Regions from separate parts of the Sus scrofa genome. Here regions 2 and 3 are each linked to region 1. The links are chromatin contacts, called in public Hi-C and HiChIP or PLAC-seq maps. All regions are on one chromosome and are shown on one strand. Each heading gives the region's core, a stretch centred on a gene start, on an enhancer-like site or on the middle of the called end of the contact. The rest is flanking DNA. Distances are from core to core; before and after follow the strand shown.

Region 1 (4,184 bases), core at 813-3,312:
GCAAAGGCTTCTAATAAGACAGTATTATAAACCTGAAACAAAGAAGATATCTAAATAACTACAAAATGATAGAGTAATTACATCTCCTGGTATTTTCCCCAAACCATCATTTTCTAAGTCTGCTTCCGTGAAAAAAGAACCCGTCACAAAGATAAGGGGTGAGGAGAAGCAACACACCAATAGAGAAAAAGAGGTTAAAAATTCAAATGCCAAACTGCAGAGTACAACCATAACAAAGCATGTGCATTCAGGAGAATATTAGAAAGGTAGTCAGGGCGGTATTAACATATCCTAAATACTCTGAACAACTAGCCCCGTCATTAATTTTCACATCCATCAAGGTAGGAGGCTGCACCCCAATTCCCACCCCCCATTGCTTTCCACTGTTTGTTTCAGCATTTTAATAGACACACACTTGCCTCCCACCAGGGCATAAAGTGTCTGGTTTAAATAGGCTTTTCTCTTTCAGCTTGTCCCAGAATTACGCCTAAAGCTCAGTCCTGGTGGCTTTTCAGGATGAAGAATCTAATTGGAAAATGCTGTTAGTTTAGCGACTCCAATACCTCTTTTCAAAATTTAGTTTGACCTTCCAAATGTCTTTCCAACACACGAAGATAAACAGTGAAACTTAGTATGCAGTTCCTGTAAGTCTGCATCGTAAACACTGATACTGATGTGCTGACAAACCTGAGTAAGTTTGTCAGCTCCTTGCTTAGTTGAAAGTGAGAAAGACAAGAGTCTATCAAAACAGCCTCACCAGTCCAAAACCTGGATCTCCAAAAGGGTCCCTTTCCCTTGCCACTGGTTTGTGGAGAGTTAAAGAAGCCCTTTCCAACTTTTCACTTTCTGATGAAGCTATCGAGGTCAGGAAGCTTCACTTTCAAGGCATCCACGCCCAACTCGGAGAAACAAACGCGAAGCCAGGGGGCCAGCGAGCAGAGGTCCGGCGGTCCCTCGCTCCAGCCCTTTCCAAGATTCCTATGCTTCGGCCCGACCCTCCAGCCTGCGCGTTAGAGTAGGAGACGGCTCATTACATAATCCCCGTTCCCCAGAGTCTCCCACAGAGTCACGGGGGCTCAGGCGGCCCCCAGTCTCCCACTCCGCCCTTAGGAAGCTCGGCTGACTGCACCCGGGGAGCGGCGGCCAGCTGCCCCGACTCGCCTGGCGCCGCGACCGGGACCCAGGCCCCTATAGTCACCCACGAGGGGCTGGGCCGCGCCTCCACGGGTAGCCCCCGGGTCCCAACTCAGACCTGGGTCCCAGCCCCCTCGGGGTGCGCCTCACGTCACAGCCACTGCCCCAGTCCCTCTCGGAGTCCCCCATCACACCTGCTGCCTCAAGCCCTCTCGGGGTCCCCTTGCGGCTCAGACCCGCTGTCCTGGCCCATTTCAGGGACCCTTCCCTTGAGTCTCTCTATCCCGGTCCCTCTTGGGGTCTCCCCTCAGACGCACTGTTCCGGTCCCTCTTGAGGTCTCCCCTCAGACCCATCGTTCCATTTCCCCTCAGGGCCCCCCCTCTGGTCCGCTGTCCCGGCCTCTCTCGGGTCCCCTTCCACCACACCCGATGTCCCAAGCCCTCTCAGGGTCCTCCTCTCAGAAACGCGGGGCGGCCCCTCTCCGAGACTCCTCAGCCAGAACTGTCAAACCCGCTGCCGAAACTCCCTCACTCGGTCCCTCGCCGACCCCACTCCGCCCTGAGTTCCTTCGCCCCGGCTCACTGTCACCTCCCTGCGCCCCGGTGCTCTCACCTCAGACCTGCTGTCACCACCCCGGGGCCCGGCGTCGCCGCCGCCGCTTCCTCTCCCACACTTGTTCCCGAATCGCTCTTCTGCCGCTTGTTCCCGGGAAGATCCCCAGGTCCGGTCGGTAAGCTACGGGTCCGGCTGCGCAGAGCCTCCGCTCGCGGTTTCCGCGTCGGGTGCCACTCTTGCACGCAGGACCCCACCGCCGCCGCCGCCGCCGCCGCCGCCGCCCCTGGGCGCCACACGGACCCTCCCGCTGCAGCCGCTGCTGCTGTCCGAGGTGCGGCTCCTGCCAGGGATGGCCAATCGCACCCGACTGCGCCGAGCGCGCTCCGCCCCGCCGTCCCAAGTCCGCCCGCCCCCTGCCCCTGACCACGCCCCCAGCCAGGCTCCAATAGGCTCTCTACTGACCTTCCCTGATCGCGGGGCACAGACTTAGGGCCAGATATAGGTACTTGATTGGAGGTGCCTTGGAAGCAGAGCTGTCGATGGTGCTTGAGGATTGGCGGAGTTGAATGTGGGCGGGACCGGGAGGGGCGGGGTTTCCTCAGACGCGGAAGACCTTGCAACTTCACTCACCCACTGGCCCGCCTCGGGTGCGGTCGTCCTTGTTTGCGCTGTGTTGGGGTCAAAGTTCATGGCACTCCCCTCTGAGCCTTTATTTTTCTGGGGAGACTCCCAGAGGCCAAGGCCCCTTGGGACTCTGGGAGACCACCATGCGAGAGCCTTTAAGGCGGTCCCGATTTCCCCGTTAGACCTGGCACAGCTTTCTAAATAATTCTGCCGTAAATCGATAACAGCAATTATTCACTCAGGACTTGTGAACGTTTCCTGTATTTAACCGCTTTTATATCTTTGGCAAGGGAGTTACACTTCCTTACATTGCATTCCGCAGACATCAGTATAATGATGTTGATGGGAAAAAAAAATCTACCTCCTAGATGCATAGTATGCACAACTAGGCATTTAGCACTGTCAGGGAGCGTTTTCATAGTTACAAGACCAAAGTTAAGAAATACTCAGTTTGAGGGTTATGATAATAATTACAAGTAAGGGAGTTTCCGTCGTGGCTCAACAGTTAATGAACCCGACTAGGAACCATGAGAATTTGGGTTTGATCCCTGGCCTTGCTCAGTGGGCTAAGAATTTGGCATTGCCATGAGCTGTAGTGTAGGTTCACAGATGCGGCTAGGATCTGGCATTGCTGTGGCTGTGGTGTAGGCCAGCAACTGTAGCTCCGATTGGACCCCTAGCCCAGAAACTTTCATAGGCTGCTGGTGTGGCCCTAAAAAAAAAAAAAAAAAAAAAAACTAGGAACAGGAACTGTTTGGTAGGGGAACCCTTCAGGGAGGCTTCAGCAAACCTCTTCAACATATTTTTTCTCAGGGCCCTGTGAAATGATTTTATGATTTTTGCGGTAACTAATGGCCAAAGTATAATGAACTTTGACCTAAGTGCTACTGGTGATAACCAGAGACCCATCTTGACCCAAACTGAAACATTGTGCTTGCCAGGGGTGAAAGTGCATGTTTTAATTCAGAGCCATACTTTATATTTTTGTGAAACATATGTTGAACTAATACTGGAAACTGAAAACTGCTGCCTTCACCCCAAACCCTAAAACTTAGGGGCTTTGAGAATTTAGCATTTTGTGAAGAAATCGTTTCATTTCAGGAACACAGTTTGTTCCTAAGCCTTGTCAGATACATTCAGGACTTCACTCTTAGAAACCTCTCCATCATCAACTCTTTCTAAACTCTTGCTATCAAAATTTGTGTTCAAAATACTATTCATGTTTTCCCTAGTGTTTTAAAATCATATCCGTTCCAATTAAGATGCTTCCCCTTAAAATTTCAGTTTTTTGAGTGTTAGGGGGTGTACAGAGGGCCTGTGGAAAGGGGCTGGCAGGATTTCCTTTCAGATGAATTCAAATGTGGATGTCTCCTGAAGAGTGTGACCGAGTGCCATTATGGAAAGGGATGCAAAGAGATTTCTAGGTGGTAAAACTTGGTTTTGAGGGAACTTGGTTTTTATAGGCCTAGAGGAACACTGTCCATAATCATATTAGGTAACTATAAAAGTTGGGTGAGACTAAAGTCATGAGAGAATTTTTTTTTACTAGGTCCCCCTCTACAGAGTATTTATTAAGAGCTCATCATACCAAATGCAGTAAGGATAGAAGAAATTGGGTAAGTTTTCATAATCCAAGTGTTCAGTTCTCTCTATTCATATAGAAAAGAAGTTCATGATCATTGACAGATGTTATTTGCAATCAAGAAGACAAGTAAAGGGAGTTCTCTTTGTGGCTCAGCCAGTTAAGAAACTGACATACTGTTCCTGAGGATTTGGGCTTGATCCCTGGCCTCTCTCAGTGGATTAAGGATCTGGTGTTGCTGTAAGCTGTGTCATAGGTTGCACATGCTATTGGGATCCAGTGTGGCTG
Region 2 (4,184 bases), core at 833-3,332, 240 kb before region 1:
ATTCCTCTAGGAACCTACAGATCAGCTGGGTGTGCTGTGTGCCAGACTGGGTAACCCTGAAAATAGGACGCTGCAAGTATTCTGGCAAACTAACATCTCCTTTCCCTCCACTCCATTCCTCTCATTGCATGTCACACCACCCTGCACACAAAAGACATGCATTGGCTGGTGAACTAAATACAAAAATTTTTTTTCATTCTTTTTAAAATTCTTTATGTTTTTGTAAGCAACCTTCTATTCTTTATTGTTACAAGACAGAGAGCATAGATGAAGCATTTAAGACCTTTTGCCAATCATGTCAAGTTTAAGAGATGATGTCAAGTGCAGGGGAGGTTTTCTTTAAGTCTGAAATTATTTCAAAATAAAAGTTTTGTTTTGCTTTTCAAGTGAGGGAGAAAAGCCCAACTTTGCGCTAGTCCACACAGGTCCGCTTGCAGTGGTGTGTGTAGGGAAATCCACAGGTTACAGGTGCAAGGCGAGTTCAACCTTGGGTAGAGTAAGGAGAGGAAATAAAGGAACCTCGGGTTTGAGAACCAGCTCAGCACGTAAAACCAGAACTCGAACTTACATCTGACGCTTAAAAAAAATAAAAATAAACACCTCCCTCTTCAATTTTCCCATCTTCAAGTGCCATGGTTTTCCCATCACCTCTCTGCAGGCCCTTTGCAGCCTCGCCCGCTGCCCACTCCAAGAAGGTGAGGATGTCCTCCCCTCCATCAAGCGTCCGGGAAAATTCCTCCCTGCAAAAAACCGAGCTGCGAGCAGGAAACTCAAGACCCTACCGGGGCGACTCCCGGGCCGAGGCCACAACCGGATCCCGCAGAGTAGGAGGGAATTCGGTCCCCGGCTCTAGGCTCCCCACCGCTGCCTGGCAAAGCTCAACTTTTCCCTCCAGATCGCGGTCCCTTACCTGCGACGACCCAGCGGGTCAGGAGCGCCCAGAGGCAGACGAGGACCTGAGGTTCCGGCACCCGGACGCCTGCGGCCATCTCGCCCCAGTTGTGGGCAGGGGCCCCTCGGGAAACGCAGGCTCCGGCTAGGCTGGGTGTGCGCCCCTCAGGGCCCAGCCCCTGGGGTACTGAGTGCTCCTCCCAGGTCCTCGGAACGACTGAGTAGCTCCACTTTCCGCAGCCCCTACGAAGGATGCTTGGGTGAACTCGATGTGTGAGGCTAGCAGCTGCGCTGGGTTCCGAGCGCGACTCTCTCTCGGGAGCGCCCGGCCAGGGTGGGAGGGTGCACCCCGCCCCCTGCGCCCGCCACCCACTCCGGCTCGCGGAAAACAACAGGAGTCGGGCTCCCTCCCGCCTCCCATCCAGGCGGGAGTTCAACTTCCCCTACCTCGCCCGGAGAGGAGGGCTTTCTGCAGAGGGCGCGCCGAGTCGGGTCCGGACCGGCGGGGGAGGAGCGCTGAGGCTGGTCCCTCCCAGAGCCCACTCCGCCCGGGACGGCGGCCGAGAGTCGCGCGGCCAGCTGGGCCGGGTAGATCCCTGCAGCTGCCGCAGGAGGACACCCCCGCCCCGGCCCGTTGGCTGCTGCCTCCCGGGCGCTCTAGCTGCTGCACCCGGAGGGGCGTCGCGAAGGGGCCGGCTGCCAAGCTGCAGAATTCAGGGTTCTTTCGGCTGAGCTGCTCTAGAGATTTTCATTTGTTTCCCTGTGCTCCGGGCGGGCGCCGGGGCCGCCATCGCTGCCCTTCTCAACCCTTTGCAGAAGGAAGCAAGTCTAGATCAGAAGAAAGATGATCCCTTAGACCTTCCAGCCAAGAGCAGCCACGAGACTCAGGTCCTCCGGTTAACTGGATGAGACCTCACAGTAAGAGTGAGGGCCCAGGTTCAGCGGAACTGGGTTCTCGAGAGCTTTTTTGTTTTTCCCTTTTAATTCCCCCGCCCCCATCCAGTCTGGTTCCCAGAGAGCTACATTCCCGGGCTAAAATACCCCTCTTCCCACCATACCCCCATCCCATTCTTCTGTCCTGGGGAAAACAGGGTTACAATCTCTTTAGGAAGACGTGCTCCCTGAAACAGCTGTACCAGAAACTTCGTCTTAAAAAAAAAAAAAGCCAAAAAAACAAAAAACTGCAACTAATACAGTGACATATTAACTGTAGACTGCAGGAAGTCTAGGAATGTTCCCATTCTTTGGACTTTTCTGTGTTTGAAAATTTTCTCGTCACCTCATCATAAAATGTTGGGGGGGGGACAAAATGCTATAAGAAAATCATTCACTCTGTTGCCCAAAAGTGCCTTACTGAAATACTTCTCCCATGAGGAAATCCTCTTGAAACCAGTGAAGAAGCATTTTTCGCCCATGAACTGAGCCATAAAGTTGCATAAAGTTCCTTTTTTTCCCACTTTTGCTCAGTGATTTTACCTCTTCAGCCAGCTCCTGACAGTTTTCCTCTTTCCTCTCCCACTTTTGCTTTTGTTTTTCATCTTTTTACTTTGTGATGGAAAGTCAAGCCTCTCCATGATTCACCTCACCATCCTTTATTCCCAGAGCCTGGCAGCTTGGTTACCACCCAATATATGTTAAATAAGCAAATGAAATTTCCTTGCAGCTCCTCAAGCTTTTCTGACGAATACCTCACATCCTCACCTTAAGTTAACAAGATATGAATAAAATCAGTAAGTGGTGAGTGTTCTGTTGAGGGTCTGGAATTTTCTGTGACCCTGACAGTACCTCAAGGGGAACTTGCTCAGAGTAGGCCCTCCTGGTATATTTGCTGAATCAAATGCTCGGTGCTTAGGCCCAGCTCTCCACTGTCAGAAGGATCAACCTCCTACACAATGTTTTACAGCAGTGATTACAGCACCTCACTTTTGCATAGCTGGGAACTTTTTCTAAAGCAACTTTAGAGTCTTAATCTCACTGGGCCGTCCTTCCAACCCTTGGACCTGAAGAATCATTCAATCCCATTTTACAAGTGAGAAACCTCCAGCTGGGGGTTAAACTCCAGGTCACCAAGCCAGTTGGTGGTAAAACCAGGACTGGAACCCATGTCTGTGTGACTCCAATTCCCGCCAATATGCCAATCTTGTCACTTATGCTAAGGCTGCCTTGGTCTTGTCAACTTGAAAGAAAAATGCACAGTATAAAACTTGTGAGTTAAGTTTTATTCTGAAAACTTACTGAGCACCACAGCCACAGAGACAGTTTCAGACAGGTCTGAGGAACAGCTCCAAGAGAAAAGGGAGGGAGCCAGGATGTGTTAGAACTTTTTGGCTGGAAGAACAGACATCTCAAGTTAATGATGTTAGTGTTTTTCTTTGTATGGGAAGATGCAAGAATCTGGGGTCCTTTGAAATTTTTCCTTAGGTACTCATCTTTACTATTTAGGGGCCTGTATATCCAAAGCACAGAATGTTTCCTGGTTTTCTAATTCCTGAATTCCCCAGAAGGCCACCGCAGTGTCTCATGGCTTGATCCCTGTAGAAATGAAATGGCAGGCAATATTTTTTTTTTCTTTACAGTCTTTTTTTTTTTTGCTGTTATAGCCTGGATGATTTGGCTGTCACCAGGCCTCAAAGGAAGCCTCCAGACAACAGTCAGTGTGGGACAGAGCTAGCCCAGGAAACATTCACTCTCTCCAGTTTGGGTAAGGCTGTGGCTGGCTCTGAGATAGGATCTGTTAGGAAACACCCTGCCCTAACATCCGGTTGTGTTTCAGGCCACTCTGGATGGTAGAAAATACCCTGCCTAGAATAGTGACATTAGGGGTGAGTTAGGGGTTCACTGTAGGGTCTCTGGCAAAGTAGGAGCCTTTCAAAGCCCAGGTTTTCACTGTCTGCACCTAACAGTCAATATTCACCCATGGGATTGTCCTGAAGATAAAGTAAGGGACTCAGAAGTCTTTAAGGCATGTCTCTGGGGGTCTGTCATTTGAGATGCACCCTTATAGAGCCTATCAAGACTCCTAAATCTCAGAGATTATTAAACACGAGGCTCAAACACCTCTCTGCTCAGGCTGCTACACATGGCTGGTTTTGTTGTGTTTCGTTTTCACCTCCCATAAATTGAAAAAAACTACTCTACAAAAGAATGTATACATTGTGAAGTGGAGATTGGCACTTGCTATCTGCCTCTACATGGACTGAATCATGAGCCACCCCCTGAAAGAAGCTCAGGGTAGAGATCAGGAGTGAGGTACTCTGTGCATGGAGAAAACTGGCAGAACAGGTCTTCAGACA
Region 3 (4,184 bases), core at 433-2,932, 210 kb before region 1:
GTGCATCTAGAATAGACTAAGCCATTGAATTAATGAAGATCTATTTGCCATACAGATAGATATTCTACAAAGGTATATAGTAAGTGCGGTTTTTTTGGTGAATAAACAGAACAAAATTATTTATACTTCTAACTTTAAAATTTGAAAGATATACTCCAAATTGTTACCATTGTTTATGTCCAAGTAGTGGAATAGAAGCAGTTTTTATTTACTTCTACGGGTTTTTAAATCTGAATTTTCTACAATGAACTTGTATTATTTCCTAGAGGAAATAAAAACAACAGACAACTTTTTATTACCTGGTCAGAATTATTAAACTCAAAGGCTGTCCTAAGGTCAAATTAGATAAGGACTGGATTTAAATAGTGCCAGTCATATATAATAAAAAGAAATTGGTGGCCACAGGGAGAGCAGTTTTGAGGCAGAGTCACTTGTCAACAAAGTAGGCCTAGTAACTATGGTTTGTCAACTAAAAACAAAAAACTGCACAACATAACAACTGTAAGTTGAGTTTTATTTCGTGTCTTACTAAGGACTACTGAAGACAGAGGCTCCCTTTCAGATAGCTCTGAGGAACTGCTTGAAAGAGGTAGGGGGCCAGGATATGTACTTTTATTTTTGCGTGCGCGGGGTGGTGGTGGGGGTCTTTTTGCCATTTCTTGGGCCGTTTCCGCGGCATATGGAGGTTCCCAGGCTAGGGGTTGAATTGGAGCTGTAGCCGCCGGAGGCCTACGCCAGAGCCACAGCAACTCGGGATCCGAGCCGCGTCTGCAACCTACATCATAGCTCAAGGCAACACTGGATCCTTAACCCACTGAGCAAGGCCAGGGATTGAACCTGCAACCTCATGGTTCCTAGTCGGATTCATTAACCACTAGCCACGATGGGAACTCCTGCACATTTTTTGACTAAGGGGTACATTCAATCAAGCATCCATCTTGGTAGAAGGTTGCTACTAGTCACTGGGAGCAGATATTTCAGTTCACGAGCTTAGTGCTTTTCTAAGTATGGGAAGAGGAAAGAATCTGGATTCATAAAAAAAATTCTCCTGGAGTATATCTGAGTGTTTTGCCTTTTTCTTCCAAACCGGAGTGCCTCATTCTCTTCTTGTTTTGAATTCCATTCACGGTGTATTGTAGAATGGGGACTGCAGTGGCTAACTTCATCCTTATTGAACTGGATAGACAGGTTAAAATTTTTTCCCTCAAATAACAAATAACAACTAAAAAAGAAAAAACCACCCCATCATTTCCCAGGAATCTTGTCTGGATCCAGTGGGTGTAGGGGGATCAAATATATGTGCAAATATATTTGTTGGGGAAAAAATGCTCAAAAGTTACCTTAGGTCCTCTCCCAGTTTTCGGAAACCAGTGAGCATGCGCGAAATACAGCGCGGCTGTGCAATGACACTTGTTTTAAGAAATGCAAAAGAAAAGCAAGGCCTTACCATTTCTGCGTTTAGAAAAGTGGAGCAAAAAACCATGCAAAAAGGTTTTTAAAAAAATTAAAGATAGCTCAAATGTACATCTTGAAAAAAGAGTTCTGCAAGCTCTGGCACAGTGTTTGGGAACACCGCGGGTGGCAGGTTGCAAGCGCCTTCTTGCAAAAAGAAAGGCCAATCCTGCTGCATTGACCTGGCGCGCCGGACGATCCGGGCTCGACCAATCAGAGGGCACAATGAGGCCCACCCTTGCCAGCGACTGGAGGAGCGGGGCGGGGCGCTGCTCAAGCGCATGCGCTCCAGGGCCTCTTGACCAGCGTTGCCTCCGTCCAATTTGGAAAGCGCTTTGAGCCCAGTGCAGCTTCGCTGCGTGTTACTTCTGCTGCTCTTCCTGCACTGCGCCCCGCTCGACCCTGCGATGCCAGTGGACCTCGGCAAGTGGTCCGGGCCCTTGAGCCTGCAGGAAGTGGACGAGCGGCCACAGCACCCGCTGCAGGTCAAATACGGCGGGGCTGAGGTCGACGAGCTGGGCAAAGTGCTGACACCTACCCAGGTACCCGAGTCGGAGGGGGTACAGCTGTCTGAGGCCGGCAGGCCCTCAGGCCGGCAGAGCGGGGACCCAGCGGGTGTGAGGAGGAAGTTCCAGCTTCCGTGCGGCGGATCCACCGAGGAAAGGGGGTCGCGGTTCCCGTGCCGCAGGTTTGCGGACCTTCCGGGCCCCGGGAATCCGGCACGTGGAGGGCGGGGCACGGCCTGCAGGGGAAATGGATCTATTTTCCTGGAGATTTCGAGGAGCTGGCAGTGGCGTAGGTCTGGAGACAACCTAGATCGCTGGGGTAGGGGCGGGGAGAGAGCAGTCGCCGGCGGGAGAGGTCAGTGGCTGCCCACAAGCCCCCAGAGCCTCCCCTAGGGCCAGGGGGTTTTAGGCCTTAATTTCGGGAGTAAGAGCTCCACCCGAGGGCATATGACGCATTATGTAACCAGTATTCGGCAGTTCTCGGCGATCGTCCTTTGTTTTAGCGATCTGTGGCCTGAAGCCACCCAAAGTAAGTACGTTCCGCAGCTGGAAGGCTCGAGGGTAACCGCCTTGCTTTATTTACCGTTTGGCCTTTGACGCCCAAGGCTGAAGCGCAGCCTGATTCTGGCTGCTTCTGGAGTGGAGAATCCTGACATTGTGGCAAGCTGTTGGTCTAGAAGCTCCGAGGCAACGGTGTGAATAAACTGCTCGGGTGGTTTATTGGTTTAAATGTTTAGAATTTGTTGTTTAAATATAAAGTGTCCATCTCACAGCCTCTCTTTCCCGGACTCACTGTTCACGTCTGCCCGTCTCGGCTTTCTCATTTTCTCTGCATTTTTAAACATCCAGTTAATTCAGATTTCACTTTAGCAGGCCCTAGGAAATGTGTCAGCAATCTAAAGATCCTGTTATTTCAGGTTGTACTTGAGAGAACTCAGTATCAGGGTTTAAATCCTGACCCATCTCTTTCTGTTAATAACATGCTAGGATATTAGCCCCATAGTGTTGTCGAGACTAAAATAAATAACGTATATTAAACTTCAGCTCCTTAGTAGCGTCAGTACACTTGAGTTTTTATTAACAATTTATTCTGCTTGACCTTTGAGGAATATGAGGTCAAAAAAAGAGTATTGATTTCTTCAGCATTTCTGACTTTTAAATTTCAAATCGGGAGTTCCCGTCGTGGCGCAGTGGTTAACGAATCCGACTAGGAACCATGAGGTTGTGGGTTCGGTCCCTGCCCTTGCTCAGTGGGTTAATGATCCGGCGTTGCCATGAGCTGTGGTGTAGGTTGCAGACTCGGCTCGGATCCTGCGTTGCTGTGGCTCTGGCGTAGGCCGGTGGCTACAGCTCCGATTCAACCCCTAGCCTGGGAAGCTCCATATGCCGCGGGAGCGGCCCAAGAAATAGCAACAACAACAACAACAAAAGACAAAAAGACATAAAAAATATATATATATATATAAATACATAAATAAATAAATTTCAAATCCATTCCTTCCTACAGGTTAAGAGCAGGCCCACCAGCATTACATGGGATGGACTGAATCCAGATAAACTCTACACCTTGGTCTTGACAGACCCGGATGCTCCCAGCAGGAAGGACCCCAAATACAGGCAAGTTGGGAAAAGATGGGGAACATCAGGTCATCCACATGTGACATGGGGCTTCTTGCACCAAGTCCCTTGCTGGACATGCTGTGGTGGGAGAAATAGACTTGGTTTTGGGTGTGCATATCCATGCCTCAGCCTGAGTGTACATTTCTGTTTCTCTCCCTTTTACTCCATAGAGTGAGAGTTTAGAAACTATGGCTGAGAGCCAGATCTGCCTCAGACCTGTTTTTGTACAGCCCCACAAGCTAAGATTGACTTTAATGTTTTTAAAGGAATGGGGGAAAAATTGAAGAACAGTAATACTCTATGAATTTAAGTGAAGTTCAGATTTCAGTGTCCCTAGATTAAAGTTACAGCCGTGGTAACTTATTTATGTCCTGTCTATAGCTGCTTTCATGCTATCACTGCAAAGTTGAATAGTTGTGCTAGAGATGGTGTCTTATACAAAGCCTACAACATTTGCTGTTAGGCCCTTTATAGAAGTTTGCTGACCTCTGCCTGAGAATTGAGGGAAGGATGGAGGGCGTAGCTGGGTCCCCTTTGCTGGCACAGGAAGTTCGCGCTGGCCAAGAAGGCAGGGCCGACTGTCTTGTCTGTCACTGGGTGCTAACT

Evidence for each region. A called contact is a pair of places that touch in the nucleus more often than the background predicts. HiChIP or PLAC-seq counts read pairs in DNA pulled down with a chosen protein or histone mark.
Region 2: a contact with region 1 is called in a Hi-C map of embryonic fibroblasts, with 4 times the contacts expected there. The contact joins the promoter of VSIG10 here to the promoter of TAOK3 in region 1. A contact is called at or near these places in 3 of 5 promoter capture datasets (fetal skeletal muscle and liver), 17 of 47 Hi-C or Micro-C datasets (brain, embryonic fibroblasts, epiblast stem cells and 9 more) and 2 of 2 datasets of contacts at active chromatin or transcription factors (alveolar macrophages and skeletal muscle).
Region 3: a contact with region 1 is called in an H3K27ac HiChIP or PLAC-seq map of alveolar macrophages. The contact joins the promoter of PEBP1 here to the promoter of TAOK3 in region 1. A contact is called at or near these places in 5 of 5 promoter capture datasets (fetal liver, fetal skeletal muscle, liver and 1 more), 10 of 47 Hi-C or Micro-C datasets (alveolar macrophages, embryonic fibroblasts, heart right ventricle and 5 more) and 2 of 2 datasets of contacts at active chromatin or transcription factors (alveolar macrophages and skeletal muscle).

The regions. Positions count from the first base shown.
Region 1 is chr14:34,319,894-34,324,077 of Sscrofa11.1, reverse strand. TAOK3 (serine/threonine-protein kinase TAO3) reads right to left here and starts at 2,062. Exons shown (of 21, transcript XM_001924400.7): 1 at 1,748-2,062.
Region 2 is chr14:34,556,058-34,560,241 of Sscrofa11.1, reverse strand. It overlaps VSIG10 (V-set and immunoglobulin domain-containing protein 10), which reads right to left and starts at 2,082. Exons shown (of 10, transcript XM_001924427.5): 1 at 1,339-2,082; 2 at 911-1,134. The coding sequence starts at 989.
Region 3 is chr14:34,527,736-34,531,919 of Sscrofa11.1, reverse strand. It overlaps PEBP1 (phosphatidylethanolamine-binding protein 1), which reads left to right and starts at 1,682. Exons shown (of 4, transcript XM_003132890.3): 1 at 1,682-1,994; 2 at 3,466-3,575. The coding sequence starts at 1,860.